Regions from separate parts of the Hordeum vulgare genome. Here region 1 is linked to region 2. Evidence: chromatin contacts called from public HiChIP or PLAC-seq data. All regions are on one chromosome and are shown on one strand. The core of a region is the stretch at or near the end of the contact, and the rest is flanking DNA. Distances in the headings are between cores, read along the strand shown. Region 1 holds the start of LOC123404770. Region 2 holds the start of LOC123401494 (cation-transporting ATPase HMA5-like).

Region 1 (6,021 bases), core at 3,104-5,603, 290 kb after region 2:
CATGGGATGGGCCAAAAATGAAATCAGAATCTATAAGCTGGAAAAGGATAGGCTTGTCAATCTCATAAATGAACTTGACTTGAAGGTTGAATCCACCTTACTATATGTGGTAGAATGGGCATCCAAGAAGGAGGCTAAGCATAAATTAAGAGCACCTCTCACAGAAAAAGAGATTAAATGGGCATTAGGAGCAAAAGTGAGACACGTTGTCCAAGGGGATGACAATACCCAGTTTTTACATTTGATTGCAAATGGAAAACACATAAAAATATATATACCAGCTAGAACGGGATGAGGGTCCTATTGTAGGGCATGTGAACCTAAAATTCTACATCTCTTACTATTATAAGCAAATTTTTCATGCTCATGAGCACCACTTTGTGTCTCTCTATGAAGACAGGGTAGAGGATATCCCTCAACTCAGGACAAACGAGAATGAGGTTTTATACGCGCCATTCAGAGAGAAAGAGGTGTTTGAGGCAATATTGCAGATGAAGAATAATAACTCATCGGGTCCGGATGGATTCCCATCAAAGTTTTATAAGAAATGTTGGCATATTATTAAGGGTGATCTCATTCCAATCTTCAATGATTTGTTTAATAACCAACTTCAGTTATTCCACCTTAACTTTGGAACAATAACAATGTTGCCCATGAAGGCGAGGGTAGTGTGTATTAAGTAGTTCGGACACATATGTCTACTTAATGTGAGCTTTAAGATTTTAACAAAAGTTGGTACAAACCGACTGACGCGGTTTGCACATAGTGTGGTGCAACCAACTGAGACATTGTTCATGCCGCGAAGAAACATACTAGAGGGTGTGGTGGTCCTACATGAAACTCTCCACGAGATTCACTCGAGGAAACTAAATGGGTTAGTTTTCAAAGTGGATTTTGGAAAAGCGTATGATAAGGTTAAATGGATGTTTCTCCAACAGACCTTACATATGAGCGGATTCGATGGTTCATGGAGGAAGCAGGTCGATTCTTTTGTGCAAAAAGGCAGTGTCAGAATTAAAGTAAATGACAACATAGGTCATTACTTTCAGACACAAAAGGGTCTAAGTCATGGGGCCCCCATGTCACCTATTTTCTTCAACATAGTGGCAGATATATTAGCAATCCTCATAGGTAGAGCTAATGAGGAGGTCTAGTGCCACATCTTGTTGATGGTGGAGTGTCCATGCTACAACACACGGATGACATGATTATTTTCATGGAACATGACATGGCAAAGGCCACAAATATGAAGCTTGTGTTATGCCTATTCGAAAAATTGTTGGGCCTCAAGATCGATTTTAACATAATTGAATTATTTTGCTTTGGGAGAGCCAAGGATGAATAAGAATCCTATAGGCAATTTTTTAGTTGTGAACTTGGTACCCTACCGTGTAGTTATTTGGGTATACTAATTCACCATCGCAGGCTTTCGAATAAGGAATGGAAGTGTATCGAAGGTCAATTTGGGAGAAAAAAATAGTTGCTCGAAGGGTAAGCTTATGTCTTATGTAGGTCGGCTCGTGCTGACAAATTCGGTACTCACAAGCATGTCGATGTCCCTTGTATCTTTCTTTAAAATACCCGTAGAAGTATGGAAAATATTAGACTTCTATCGATCACGTTTCTTTTGGCAAATAATCCCATGAAATTAAGAAAAAATGCAGGCTTACTAAATGGGATATCACTTGTCGATCCAAAGACAAGGGGCCTAGGCATTGAGAATTTAGAGGTAAAGAAACAAATGCCTACTTAGCAAATGTCTATACACGCTTTCTGTTCAGACTAAAGGCGTGTGGGTATAGTTACTTGTAACAATTACCTCCAATCCAAATCCTTGGCCCAGAAAATCATTAGACCCACTGATTCACCTTTGTGAAAGGGGTTGATGAGAGTGAAAGCGGCCTTCTTCCACAGGACAAATTCATCATTGGAAATGGTTATACTACTAGATTTTGCAAGGGTACGTGGTTAGGGAAGGCACCTCCTACCACACAATATCCGCCTTGTATAAGCGTAAGGATGCCTATGTGGCTATAGTATGTTGTTGGAAGGGTAGGACAAATTTCATCATTGGAAATGATTATACTACTAGATTCTCGAAGGGTACATGGCTAGGGGAGGCATCGCTTGCCACACAATATTCGTCTTGTATAATATTGTACAGCGTAAGGACACCTATGTTGCTACATTATGTTGTTGGAAGGATAGTCAACAATGTTGATTTTGTGATAAAAATGAGTTGATTAAACACCTTTTTCATGAGTGCCTGATGGCTAGAATATTATAGGATTCAGTCTATATAGCCTTTAATATTACCTCTCCAAATATTATTCACGCATTATTCAAGACGTGGCTAAATAGGGTTGATCCAATTATTATGGGCTGTATGAAACTACAAAAATGATATGGTTTTTAACATGTGAACTCGGATTGATTTTTTTGCAGATGATCTATAAGGCCACTACGGAGATTGATTTTTTTGCAGATAATCTATAAGGCCACTACGGAGACTGATTATTTTGCAGATAATCTATAAGGCCACATGTGGTCGTTAGTCGTTATTCACCCCACAAAAGTCAGGGAGCCTTAAGTTACTAGGCCTACCCAATGAAAAATAGTAACTTAGAATATTTACAACCAGTTTAGATGGTGGTCCAATAATAGGCTAGGTGTTAAATTATCTTGTTTTACTTTTGCTGGATGTGGCATTTTAACCTTTTATGATTTCATTTGAGCTCTGACAGAGCATATACTGGATTATTGAGATGTTTGCATGCATCACTCTGTTGAGATGTTTGCATGCATCACTCTAATACAGACGCCGGTGTTATCCTCCTTTTCTAAAAAAAATGAATAATCAGAAACATGTGAGAAGTGCATGATGCCAACAGAATCAGGCATAAAATTGATAGATTTAATTCTGACACATGACCAGCGGTGAGTAGCAATAACAAAGGTGCCATAAAATAAAATACTGGGACTTGAGAAAACAACATCAAACCACACATCCCATTCTTTTTTCCCTCTTTTTTTTTTTTTGAGATGGACACATCCTATTCTATGTCCATAGGATCCGTGGTGTCGTCCCCTTGTTCTACTTGGGCGTTCTGCAGATTTTGTCCACAAAAGCTCTCATACATCAACGGGACAGCAGGCAGCAGCTTCTTGTTAGCGGAACCAGGCAACACCATCCCAGGTCTTTTCACGTTACCCTTTGCTCCTGCACAGCGAAACATTCCCATGTTAAGAATGACGAGTCGAAACTAGTAGCTCAAGACTGCGAATGCTAAATATAAGCCAGATCAGGCCAGCTTGAATAAATTCCAGTTCCAGAATTAATGTAGCAACAAGCAGGTGATGTGCTCTTTCGCGTGTCCATTTTGGTGCGAGATTTCGTTATGATGATGTTTAGCACCAGACCAGAGTCTTAGGCCTGCAAGCACTCCCTCCGCCCTATAATATAAGATGTTATTACAACCAATGTATTTTTATTTTGGTTGTAGTAATATCCTCTATTATTGGCTGGAGGTATTACATTTTACTGGACCTCGCGTTAACAGGGCCTCACTGGAGCAAAAGGATTACATAAATCTCTCAACGGTAATGGACTTGAAACGGTTGTAGTATATATACATGAAGAGGAATTTTATTTGATATATCTGAGAACTGGGCACTAAATAATGGTGAGACAGGGATGATGTCGTCGTTACCTGGTGGAGTCAGATGCTTGGAGATGGTGGTTGGGATGTAGGTGAACTCCAAGCTGTGCCTGCTACGTGGTCTGAACTCAGTAACTCCTTGCAACTTCTTCTTTGTGTTCACAGCAATGACCCATGCCGCCTCCTCCATCTCATCAATCTTGGCCATGAAGTAGACGACATCACTGTCATCACCCAAGCTGATTGTGGGGTGACCAACGTGGAGCCTCTCCAAGGTTGTCGCAGCACTATCTTCCTCTGTTGGCAACATGGGCAGCAATGCTGCCATGTCCGCAGGGACGGTTATATCAGAAGCGGTGAGCTTGCAGTCCATGGTCCAGCGAGAGGTGGAGGTGACCGTCCTGCTCCACCTGAGGACCGTCCAGCCATCTGAAAAGTAGGTGCCGTGAAGCCGGCTTGGGCGAGCACCTGGCCGGACATGGATTTGTACCTCGACATACTCGATGTGATCATGGACTACAGCAACGGTGCGATAACGCTGTGTAGTACCACGGAGAATGCTGTGTGTCTTGACCGGACCTTTATCCGGCAGTGGGATGTATCGAATCTGTTTCATAGTGGAGCTGTCCTCCTGCCCTCCCAAGACATCGCAGAGGGCAATGCCATGCTCAAGATCAACCCATCCCATGGTGCCAACATCTCCCCCGATGGTGATGACGATTTGGGATCGATGTGAAGCGAGTAGGAGGCTATATTTTTTGCCCTTTAAAATTGCAGTCTTGCGGTCCCATGTCTTATCCTGGGAATCGTAGGTGTAGAGGTTGTACCGGCTCCCTTGGCGTTCGGTATCATGAGTACGGAGAGTGGCGATCTTGTAGGCGTCGAAGCCCTGGCGGCGGAGGGTGGGGGTGTTATCTGGTGGGCTGGTGCGGCGGAGGGTGGGGGTGTTATCTGGTGGGCTGGTGCGGTAGCGCAGGAGACCAACCTCATTGTTATGGAAGTAGTATGGGGCAGTGTGATAAAAGAGGAATGGTTCCGGAATAACGATACGCTCGAGCACCGGCCGCACGGGAAATTGGATGATTTGCCTTACTTTATTTGGGCATTAGATGATTTGCTCCATTTTACATATAATTAGATCATTTGCCCCATTTTTGTGATGATTTGTCCTTTTCAATTACTGTAATCATTTTCGGATTTATATCTTTTTTTCACATGCGAAAAGACACAATTCCCCCTGTGGCTAGATTATACTAATTCTTCCCAAGTCTTATCTATTGTTGGACTAGTCCCAGTCTTCCAGAGCATCGACGAGGTCACCTAATGAAACCAGAGGAAGCGAGGAGGCCGACGACGGCACTGTGGCCCCAGCAGTGGCCTGGCGCGGCGGCTCCAGCTACAGCTGGAGCTTGACGACCCCGCGGCCGCTTCCACTGCTGCTCGGCGGCCCGACGCGGCGGCTCACGCTGCTGCTCGGCGGCCTGGGCGCGGCGACACCCGCTGTAGCTCGGAGCTGTAGATGGCGTGCTAGTCACTGGTAAATACTAACTTTATTCGGTGATTAATGGATTTTTACAACCTTTTTTGTGTGAGCTCGTTGCGTTGCCAATAACAGCCATGCTGGACTACCATGTTGATAGATCTATATACGGGATCCCATCTATATACATGCTTTGCATCTTGACATATGCACTTGGTTGGAGATTGACAGCAGATAAAAGAATAGACTGACAACATATGTTCACTTAGCACATGGAATTGAGATAATATATCACACCGAAATCACGAACTGATGCCACAAAAAGGTTGCTCGGTTCAAATGGCATGATAAATTAGTCCGAGTTCACATCAAGCAAAAAATATATTTTTCCAACTAAATATCTCTGAAATTGACAAATTTAAACATCTCTCAGAATTTAAAATAGTAGTTCAATGCATTAAAATTAGAGCTTCTTCTTCCTTTGGGTCAATTTTTTCTTGCATGTCGTAGAATGTGAAGGGAAGTGAGAAGTAGGTGATGCTATAGAATTAATAGTATTTGTCCCAAATGGTTGTGACGCATCGTCTTTAGTTATGGCCATAGCAAGCCTCCTGCATGTTTACACACCAATGTTATAGAAGTAGGAATTTTCTTATGAATGAATCAAATGTGCATACGACACATATAATAGTTACCCCCTTGTGATAGGCCCGGGGCTATTATGAAGGCTGGAGGCAGTGTGATTGTTGTTGTGCGTGTAGGTGTCGCAACAACAACAGGAGAGAGCTCGTGAGCAGACACGTCACTAGAAATTTTAATCACACCGAATGTTACAAAAAATAGTATAATAGTACTAATTTGATACTAATGTAGACGAGATGC
Region 2 (5,612 bases), core at 333-2,832:
ATTGCTTTTTTGGTATGCCGGACACTCTCAATGATATCAATGTGTTGCAACGGTCTCATTTGTTTGCTAGGCTTGCTAGTGATGATGCTCCTGCTTGCAACTGCACTATCAATGGGCGTGAATACACAAAGGGGTACTATCTTGCAGATGGTATATACCCTCCTTGGTGCACATTTGTCAAGAGCATCAAAGAACCCAAAACAAAAAAACAATGTGAATTTGTAAGGGTGCAACAGGCAGCCCGCAAAGACATTGAAAGAGCATTTGGTGTTTTGCAATCTAGGTTTGCCATTGTCCGTGGTCCTGCTCGTTTTGGGGATAAGAAAACCTTGAAGAACATCATGACATGCTGTGTTATCCTGCACAATATGATTCTTGAAGATGACAGAGGATTGAACTTAGAATTCTTTTACGACAATGTGGGTAGCCGTGTCAAACCAGCTAGAGACCCAAACCACATTACAACTTTTCTTCACACATACAAGGAGATTGAAAATGCACACACCCACTTTCAACTTCAGGAAGATCTCATTGAGCACCATTGGCAAAGGGCTGAACAATGACTTATTTTTGTATTCATGACAAGTTTTGTATTGCACTATTTAAGTTTGCTACGGTTATTTGAATAATTACTTGTAATGCGGATGATTATTGTATTATGTTTGATTCGAATAATTCAGTTTGTTTTCGATTGTTGAATTATGTTGTATTTGATATTTGCGGGCTGATGATATGCGGGATGCAACGGCGCAAAGAGCAGATCCCGCAAAGCCGGCCCGTAAAAAAGTATATATTCCGCGAATATACTTTTTTACGCATCCATTTGGGGGGTCTGCATCTGTGCCAGCCCGGACCAGCCCGCAAAAGCTGTTTTGCGCGAACTGCAAACGCCTTGGATCGTGATAGATCGATTTCGGAGGCGCAACGGTTGCGGTTCATCCGCGCTTTGTCGAGCTGTCGGTGTTGACATTATTTTTTTCTCTTCTGTTTCTTTTGGTTTGTTGTGCTGCTTGTCACAATGTTTGTTCATTAATCAATGTTGGTTGTTTTGTAATACAAAGCGGGGAAACACTTTTTCGCTAAAGAACCATTCTGCAGAAGTGGTGCCAAATTGGATTTGTGAAAGAGTCAGTTGCTCCGAATGAACAAAAAATACAGCAGGCATCGATTTGTAATACAGAAGTGGTGCCAGGCTGCTTCCGGCCGGCTATAAACCAAGCTCACGCCCTGCAACTTTGTACACGCCGAAGTCTACAGGATCGATTTGCAACATGCTTGACGCCAAGGTCTCCAATATTGACGCTTTCCTGAGCGCAAGACGCATTTGCAAGGCCTGCCCAATAATCAAATCAGCGAGGGTAATCCAAACGTACGTTAGTACTCCGTACTCATTACGATCGAGTCAAACCATATCACAAGGAGATTAACGCCAAATGTAACGCTCCCCGATTTGCCGGCTACCTACCCACCAAACCGGCACTATCCGCAACATTTTCAGAAACGCCCTCGGAATCCTCGCGGAGTCTCGGACCCACCCCTCGCGTCTCGCACTATTACACCCATCGCCTTTCCCGGCCTACTCGGTCGGTCTCCCCTTCACAATTCACATTTCCCCTTCCCGTTCATTCCCCTCCGAACTATTGCCTCGCCTCGCCTCGCCTCGCCACCCCCGTCTCTGACGGCCATGGCCCACCTCCAGCTTACGGCGGTCGCCGGCGGCCGCGACGACGAGATGGAGGAGGTGGCGCTGCTGGGGTCCTACGACGAGCCGGAGGGCCTGAGCTCGCGGACTGGGCAGGAGGAGGAGGAGGAGGAGGACGCGGGCATGCGCCGGGCCCAGGTGCGGGTCACGGGCATGACGTGCTCCGCCTGCACGGGCGCCGTCGAGGCCGCCCTCTCCGCCCGCCGCGGCGTCCGGAGCGCCGCCGTGTCGTTGCTGCAGAACCGCGCCCACGTCGTGTTCGACCCCGCGCTCGCAAAGGTTTGGTTCCGCGTGATCCCTCCCCCTCCCGCTCCCTCCATCGCCTCCGCGCGCGCTGGAGATTTGGTCTGGGATCGCGCCCCTGCGGTGAATTCTGGTGCGGTGGCTTCGATACTGGAGGATTATGGCGCCCTTGTTGGTAATCGGACGCGGAATTGGGGAGCTCAAGGCGGGAAACTTCGCTGCGTTTTGTCGGTTATGGTGGTTAGGATGCGCAATGAAACACTCACAACTCGTGCGGTAGCTGCTTCATTTTGGCTCGCTTGTCCTCCGGCTGTTCCAATTGATCAGTCGTGTGGGTTGAGTTTGTGGGACGCTCTACCTTGCTTTGTCGGGAAGCAAGTCTAGCGAGTTTGGTAATCATATGGATTCTAACCACGTTTACGAAAAAATATTGGGAGATTTTCATAGTACCAATTGCAAAGCTGCAGCCCTAGTGCTGGTTCATAACCATTTTCTAGGAAGACTTGACAGACTCGTAGTAACTTGCTTAACCGGTTCCCGAACAGCCCCATGAAGCACATGTACCGTGACTCGCAATTGCAAACAACCTCTACGAAAATGTGATGTTAGGTCTGCTTCAAAGATCTCAACTCTCCATGACGTTGCCAACCTGTAACCTTGCTTATTTAAACCAATTTGCTTTTACATTGAGGTTTCTGAAATGGACCTGACAGTGTTTGTTGTATTCAGGAAGAAGACATCGTAGAAGCAATAGAAGATGCTGGATTTGAAGCAGAGATCCTCCCAGACTCTGCTGTTTCTCAGCCAAAGTCACAGAAGGCTTTGTCAGGCCAATTTAGGATAGGGGGCATGACTTGTGCTGCCTGTGTGAACTCAGTTGAAGGGATCTTAAAGAAGTTGCCAGGTGTAAACAGAGCAGTTGTTGCATTAGCGACCTCATTAGGGGAAGTCGAGTATGATCCGGCTGCTATTAGCAAAGATGAGATTGTTCAGGCTATCGAGGATGCTGGTTTTGAAGCTGCACTGTTACAAAGTAGTGAGCAAGATAAGGCTTTATTAGGTTTGATAGGATTGCATACAGAGAGAGATGTAAATTTATTATATGATATCCTGAGAAAAACAGAAGGCCTGTGCCAGTTTGATGTAAATTCTGTAAGGGCAGAAGTTGAAATTACATTCGATCCAGAAGTCGTTGGTTTGAGATCGATTGTGGATATTATTGAGATTGAAAGCAGTGGCAGACTGAAAGCCCATGTACAGAACCCATATGTACGGTCTTCTTCAAATGATGCGCAAGAGGCTTCAAAAATGCTTCACCTCCTTCGCTCCAGCTTATTCCTAAGTGTAAGTTTTTATCCCTGCTATCCTATTTGTTTATGGTTTTTGTTGCATCTCTAGTTCAGTCTAAAGTTCCCCTGGTAGCTATACCCTTATCCTAGCTGTGACCGTAAATAAATAGCAAGCCCGTCTGATGTGTCAGCTTGATTTGATATAATTGTCACTTGCATACAGTTACTACTATAAAGAGATAATGTAAAGTAAAGGTATCATGAATTATTGTTGTTTTACTTGCATACTGACTTTCTTTACTGGTTTCCTTGCACCAGATTCCAGTGTTTTTTATGCGCATGGTGTGCCCTCACATATCTTTCATTAACTCATTCCTACTCATGCACTGCGGACCATTTCGTATAGGAGATCTGCTCAAGTGGATGCTGGTGAGCGTAGTACAGTTTGTTGTTGGCAAACGTTTCTACGTCGCAGCTTATAGGGCCCTTAGACATGGCTCTACAAATATGGATGTATTGGTTGTTCTTGGCACAACTGCGACATATGTATACTCAGTTTGCGCGCTTCTTTATGGTGCATTCACTGGATTTCATCCTCCAATGTATTTTGAGACAAGCGCAATGATAATTACATTTGTGCTATTGGGGAAGTATCTTGAGGTGCTTGCTAAAGGACGGACATCAGATGCAATTAAGAAACTTGTAGAGCTGGTTCCTGCTACAGCTATCTTGCTTCTGAAATACAAAGGTATCTGATTCTTACTTGATGGTAACATAGCATGCATACACCGAAAATGACTAGCAGTTCAGAAAGCTCATGTCTAAGTGATTTACATACAATCGCCTTCTTTTTATGTTTTTGGTTGGATATTAATTCTTAACTGATTGCTTAGGATTGCAGCCTTGCATCCATACTCTTGCATTTTGATTGTAGTTGCACACTTTAACTCATAGCATCGTGCCTGAATCCAGATGGAAAATATGCTGGAGAGAAGGAAATTGATGCATTGTTGATCCAACCTGGTGATGTCTTAAAAGTGCTTCCTGGCTCAAAGATTCCTGCTGATGGTATCGTCACTTGGGGTACAAGCCATGTTGATGAAAGTATGGTAACTGGTGAATCTGCGTCTATCTCCAAGGAAGTATCTAGTTCAGTAATTGGAGGCACCATGAACCTAAATGGCACCCTTCACATACAAGCGGCGAAAGTAGGATCAGGGACAGTTTTGAGCCAGATAATATCTCTTGTTGAGACTGCCCAGATGTCTAAAGCACCTATTCAGAAGTTCGCTGATTACGTGAGTGCATTTGTCTATTTATGATGCTTCCGAGTCATGAAAATTATCTCTCTTATAATCTTAAATTTGTAGAACACTTTTCTGGTCAATTTCATTACACTTCTAAACTTATGTAGCACTACCTCTGTACCATAATGTAAGACATTTTTGCAGTTCAAATTGAACTGCAAAAATGTCTTATATTATGGTACGGAGAGAGTACTAGTTAAATGCCATTGACCTAAGTGTTAAAGTTATATTTTCATGGCCTTATACAAAGTATATTACTCATCAGATTTCACACATCAACTGTTTACACCTGGTTATCTTTTGTCAAGTCATGAATTATTGAAAGCAGTTTAACTTCTTATTATTACAAAATATTACATGAAGAAACCAATGCAATTTTGATGATTTGTATATCTTTTTTTAACATGCACTGGCATTTTGTTTCCTATAATAACCATTATGTTTTGTGAATGTTGATGCTATCTGTGTTCTTTTCAGGTGGCCGGCATTTTTGTTCCTATTGTCATCACCTTGTCCTTACTGACATTCTGTACATGGTAAGTTTCACGGTTAATGCATCTGTCTGCGGTTGGGTTTGGGGGCGTCAGGCTACTTCTGTCTAAATTTTTCATGCATTATTGACTTTTGTAGGTTTGTATGTGGGACGCTGGGGGCATATCCAAATTCATGGGTTTCAGAAACTAGCAATTGCTTTGTTTTCTCCCTCATGTTCTCCATCTCTGTTGTGGTAATTGCCTGTCCATGTGCTCTTGGTCTGGCGACACCAACTGCTGTTATGGTAGCAACTGGAGTTGGTGCCAATCATGGAGTACTTGTAAAGGGTGGAGATGCACTGGAGAGGGCTCAGAATGTTAAATATATTATATTTGATAAAACTGGGACACTGACACAAGGAAAGGCCACTGTAACAACGACGAAAGTGTTCTCAGGAATGGATGTTGGCGACTTCCTCACATTGGTAGCATCTGCGGAGGTGAGGCAACGAAAAATCCCCAGGGATTTTGCTTATTGTAGTAGAGTGCAAACCTGGTAATCTTACTTTGTTATTTTTTGTTATTTTAGGCAAGCAGT

The links. HiChIP or PLAC-seq counts read pairs in DNA pulled down with a chosen protein or histone mark.
Region 1: an H3K4me3 HiChIP or PLAC-seq map of embryo shows a contact between it and region 2, with 9 times the contacts expected there. The contact joins the promoter of LOC123404770 here to the promoter of LOC123401494 in region 2. A contact is called at or near these places in 1 of 6 Hi-C or Micro-C datasets (leaf) and 1 of 1 datasets of contacts at active chromatin or transcription factors (embryo).

Annotation. Positions count from the first base shown.
Region 1 is chr6H:134,418,916-134,424,936 of MorexV3_pseudomolecules_assembly, forward strand. LOC123404770 reads right to left here and starts at 4,354. Exons shown (of 2, transcript XM_045098719.1): 1 at 3,711-4,354; 2 at 2,686-3,220. The coding sequence starts at 4,347. The coding sequence ends at 3,054.
Region 2 is chr6H:134,135,821-134,141,432 of MorexV3_pseudomolecules_assembly, forward strand. It overlaps LOC123401494 (cation-transporting ATPase HMA5-like), which reads left to right and starts at 1,583. Exons shown (of 9, transcript XM_045095317.1): 1 at 1,583-1,981; 2 at 2,675-3,289; 3 at 3,553-3,982; 4 at 4,207-4,532; 5 at 5,019-5,077; 6 at 5,172-5,514; 7 at 5,604-5,612. The coding sequence starts at 1,685.